2 separate regions of the Salmo salar genome follow, and region 2 is linked to region 1. The links are chromatin contacts, called in public Hi-C maps. All regions are on one chromosome and are shown on one strand. The core of a region is the stretch at or near the end of the contact, and the rest is flanking DNA. Distances in the headings are between cores, read along the strand shown.

The links. Hi-C and Micro-C count contacts between places; a contact is called where the count stands out from the background.
Region 2: a Hi-C map of gill shows a contact between it and region 1, with 3 times the contacts expected there. The contact joins the promoter of itgb1bp1 here to the promoter of mboat2a in region 1. A contact is called at or near these places in 2 of 3 Hi-C or Micro-C datasets (gill and muscle).

The regions. Positions count from the first base shown.
Region 1 is chrssa09:11,125,915-11,128,614 of Ssal_v3.1, reverse strand. mboat2a (membrane bound O-acyltransferase domain containing 2a) reads left to right here and starts at 1,418. Exons shown (of 13, transcript XM_045723373.1): 1 at 1,418-1,676. The coding sequence starts at 1,593.
Region 2 is chrssa09:11,272,554-11,275,253 of Ssal_v3.1, reverse strand. itgb1bp1 (integrin beta 1 binding protein 1) reads left to right here and starts at 1,418. Exons shown (of 7, transcript NM_001141278.2): 1 at 1,418-1,516; 2 at 2,121-2,242. The coding sequence starts at 2,171.

The sequences.
Region 1 (2,700 bases), core at 169-2,668:
GGCTGTGTACAGAGGAAGAGGGGGTGCCGTCTGTACAAGCAGCATGACATACTTCCTTGTCAAATGTCAATCATTCCTGTTGCTAACTGTCAGTTGGACATGTATCCACTAGTACAGAGGAAAGTGGAGAAATAAATAATTCATAGGTTATACTTAAGGTTGTAATTGCCTTTTTAATATGTAATTTCTAAGTAACCCACATACCTGGTAATTTCTGTATCATAAAACTAAGTGCTACCAGAGAGTCCATTATGGTCATTTCAATCCTGCTTGAACTGGTGAAAAAAAATATAGAAATACCCATATCACCTTGTCAACCCAAAATAATAGTTCAGATTACGTACAATTCATCAGAAACAAATTTGTGATAACCCCGTTGGACGATATTGTTGTTTTCAGTGAGGGTCCAATTATAAACACTTACACAGTTTATGGGGAGAGCATCACTGGGCAGAATGCAATTTAATTATGGTATATAAGGTGAATGTGCCATATGTGATGTGCAATGCAGGCATATTTGTCAGCATTGTTGCAATGTATTGATTTGTTTTTTTTTGTCTAAAAATGGCCACCAGATGGAAATCACACACTGAATCTGTAGTTTACACTCAAATAAAGCAGTAGCAGTTGAAATGTTCAATTTAGCCTGCTTTCACCCTGGAGACAAAACAGATTCCAAATAAGTAAATGAAACCAGTTTTGGCAGGTAATAGTTTCTTATGGTCATCCAAAAATTAAACCAAGCTCAATGGGACAACAACAGAGGGGAAGCAGAAGATACACAGTAAAAACATTTTCCTGATACTGTAAGACATTTTAATAATTTTTGTAAAATTGTTCTGCTGAACGTTCATCCTGAAGGCAGAAAATGGAACGCTGTACTCAAAACAACTCAAGACTCGGAAATGTCACACTTGGAAACTCAGAAAACTGGGCCGCTTTCAAGACAACTGCGGAACTTCCAAGTTGTCTTGAAAGGACCAATGAACTCCGAGTTTCATGTTTGCAAAGTATCGGAGTAAACCTATAAGAAGCTCTATGCAAAAATCGTTCGCACATTTTTACTTGAAGGTTCCGAGTTGTTTTGAAAGCACAATTTCTCTTCTTCTTCGGAGTTTAACGGCGGTTGGTATCCAATATGTGTTGCATTACCGACCCCAACTGGACTATAATATACATCCATTATACTTTTAGAAAGAAAAAGGGAAAAGGATAAAAACGAAAAACATGCATATTCTCTTCTCCAAGTGGAATGCCACATATGTGCATGGGAGGAGTCCACATGAGATATCGGCATCATTTGATTCGTTTGGAAAAATGTACATCATCGTTTCTGCTCCACCCACAAATCTGATTGGTCATTTAAAACCACTTTCCCCACACCATAGGCCCAGAGATGTCATGGGGGGCTGGGAATATATCCCTCCGCCCATACTGTCTTTGTTGTCGTTGGTACTGTGGCTTTTGGTGGTGTTGGAACGCAGAAGACAACCATCAAGCCTGGTACTCCTTCGCAGCAGCAAAAGCACGTTATCAGCGGAGGAGAGTGAATCTGCGACGGTGAAGGGGAGCACGGATTCACGGACTCAATCATGGCTACCGAAACGACATCGTCCTGCACTGGCTCCAATTTACTGCAGCCCATAAGCGAGATAATCAATCTTCCGCTAGACCAGGTAAAAGTCGGGAATTTAAATTGGTTTCTATCTCCTTGGCGTTGACTTGTTACTGTAGGAAGCATGTTTTCTGTAGGAAGTGGTGAGCTTCGCTACGTTGTAGTTAGCCCCTGATCAGAATGCCGCCTAGTTTTCGAGAGCTACATCGTACCGTGCTAGCTGAAATAACCTGATTGAATGCTGTCTTAAAATCAGAACGTCAGAGACTTTTAATTCACTAGAGATCGTTGCATTATTGTAACATTTCTTAGACTTACTAATATTCTTTACATTTATGAAGCGGTTGGAGAATTGGTTAGCTTTACCTCGCGCATTACTGAATGTTTTTGGATTGTCAACCGTATAATAACGTTACATAGGCCTTGCTTATTGAAAGTTAAATTAATTCAACACTATTTCCAGCTTGGCTGCGTCAGTGTTGCGAAACTTGTAGCTTAACCACTCCATTTTTTTTTTCTCAAGCAGACAAAGCTGGTCTACAAATGAAAAATCCTCTCAACCGAGTAGGCCTAATTCGTCATCCCTTTAATCAATTAAATTGATACAGTGTCTCCTGGCTAATCGCTTCACGTTTTAATGCGATTAGACTACCACCATTCGTGTCAGACGGCTGACGTAGCCCACCAATTGTGTAACAAGGTGTGGTCCATTGATAACTATTGCAATATGTGCCTATCAATCAAACAATATAGTGAGTAGTTGTTTTGACGTTGTACTCAAGCACACGCACACACTAACAGCGGGCCTCACTGCTCCTCTGCTGTGTCACTGGTATGTCACAACCATATCAAACTGTATCCTCCAGAGATGCCCTGGAGGTGTGTACAGCAGCATCTAAACTCAGCCCAAAAAATAAACGTCCACTCACTGTCAACTGCGTTTATTTTCAGCAAACTTAACATGTGTAAATATTTGTATGAACATAAGATTAAGCAACTGAGACATATAAACTGAACAAGTTCCACAGACATGTGACTAACAAATGGAATAATGTGTCCCTGAACAAAGGGGGGGTCAAAATCAA
Region 2 (2,700 bases), core at 169-2,668, 150 kb before region 1:
GGAATATGGACATAACAACCATATGAGACAGCGGGCTTCCCTGTTCACTATGTCATGGACCGTGTTACAGAAGCGAGCCTCACACTCCATTTTTTTTCTTGGATGTGCGTGCCGTATGTGGACGAGAGAGAGAGAGAGAAATGTTTTAACCCATCTGCCAATGTGTAAAGGACAAAATATCACCGTGCTTACTGACTATTGGTTACATAATATGATGAGGATGTCAGGTTTGACACTGGGGATTTCGGCAGCCATTAAGATGTCTGTCCTCCTGGCGAGAGAATACAGCTAGGGAGAGAGAGAATTGTTGTTGTTGAATAATTCATCCCCAACACAGAGGACTGTCATTGTGATTACCAGAGACAGGCATTAGAATAGAATAACTGTAACACAATAACAATATCACATCATACAGTATATTGTGTACAGTTGTGTACTTCAGAGGAAACCTAAACACAAATTAAGAAGTTCAATCATCACAATACTTCAATCCACTCCCTACCTTATCTCCGGCAATCTCGATCATGGCTGCACTAAGGACGTGCCCGGCGTGGTAGCTGGGCGAACCCCCCCCTTCAGCGCCCGCACCCGGGGCCGCCCAGTGCCGCCCTGGGCGGCTGCCAATGTCGCCCGTACCAACATCCGCTACTGATTTGTATTAGTCTATAAATACATCTCTTTGCCAAAATTCGTCATCTCTCCCATGTCTTATTCGACTACGATTTTTGAAAGTGTAAGGATAATAATTCAGCCATAGTTGTTCGACTCTAGCCACAAAATTAAGGAAATTAGAAGGGGGGGTTCTGTCAGGGGGGTGATTTTCGGCACAGCACTTCTCCGTGGGTTTCCGACATATCTGCTTTACGTTTTACAGCCATGCTGCAGAAGTAACGTATTCCAGTGGTACATTCATAGCAGTAGTACAGTATTTATATATAAAAAAAAAAACATGACCTGGATAATGATGATATTCTCCATTGAGAGTTCCCTTCAGACATATGTTTGTGTGAACTTCCGTCTGGCGCACACATGTCGTCAAAATAAGACCGAAGAACACTCAAGCCATCTTTTTAGTTCCGACATAATGAAATGATTTGCTCATCTTAGAAAACCTTTTCATATTTTGATTGATAGATACTGAATATACATTGGTTTAGAACTTTTAGTTTTTAGCGCTCAATTCAATCACGGTTTTAAAAAGCAACATCACACCGTAGACTCGTGTTTGTGGCAGCTGAAACAAAAGTATCAATTCATGTTCATACTTTGTTACAATATTGCACCTGTGGGTGGAGCGGCCGCGTTATTTGTTACAAAGTAACAAAGTTGACAATATTGATAGAAATATAACTAAGTTGCGTCCCCTTTAATGTGGTGTTGGGTGGAACTGCAGAGGAAGTGAAGTGTCTATGCGAGTCGCGCTCTCGCCTACACAGAAAGAGCCACAGCCCTGCTCCTTTGATGAACAACACCCCAAAACAGCCCCAAACTGGCCTAGAACAAGTTTCAAACTGAGGTATGCCCTGTGTGTTTGTGCGTAGTGCTCCCGTTTGGCATTTTCTGTAAAAATACACGATCATTTCAACCTTTTTTTTGAGCGTGTGCGGATACGTCGATAAGGGTGTGGGTGGGGTAAATTGTTTATCATAGCAACAGGTTTCCGTTACACGGGGCATTCATTGACAAAGTTCGGGACAATGGACTTTCATTGAGTGCCAGCCGACTCCAGACACCATTTGCAGGGACGCGCGTGTGTCAGCCTGTTGATTCTTAATAAGTTGGAGAAAGCTCTTGAGTTGTGACGGTGGGAGTGGTAGTATGCAGGACTTGAATATTATGCATTCACTGTGTGGCAGCAGTTAGTCTCATAATGTCACACAATATTTATGTATGGAATTCCATTTCAAAACGATATTTCAAAATTATAATTTTTTATTTCGGAAGTAAATACTACTATTCTTTGTAATAACTTTGTAATACATGTCTCACCACCACCTTCACAACTGGTGGATGGGTTCATCTCATTCTCTAGTGTCTGTAGACCACAAGCCAATTCACATGGATTGATTGCCCTGTGTAGTGCTGGGACCATCACAACAAAATCTCCTTGTCTTCACCAGACAGTGGTGTCTGCTGGGGGCTGGTGGAGTGTTGGCCGTCATGGTGAAGAATGTTCCGGAAGGTCAAAAAGCGTCACAGCAGCAGCAGCTCCCAAAGCAGTGAGATCAGTACCAAGAGCAAGGTGGGCCATTATACATTACATTACAGACTACACTGTCATGGTCTAAATTCCAAACCCAGAAAATGTGGATCTTCCCTCGTCCCTTGATGCCCTCTAGTTGATCTGAAGTGGATAGATGTAATCAGTATGGTGGAAGCTCCACCTAGTCCTCCAATAGGGAGCTTCCTTTGCGCTTCCCTTGTGTTGCGTTCACCTGTCTACATAGTCTCTGGGGGGGGGCAGACATACAGACAGACAGACGGGTTAGACTGATTATAACCTCATTAGAAGATCCCTCACATCTGACAGTGGCTTTCATTCATGTTAAAAGACAACTCTGTCTGGACAAAGTAACCATGTCTCATACGAGATGGCTTCCCATGTGGTGAATAACAAACAAATGCTAAGATGGTTGAGCCGAAGGGGCGGAATTGATCGGATGGAGAAATGACTCTTTATTACCACCGATTCACTTACTG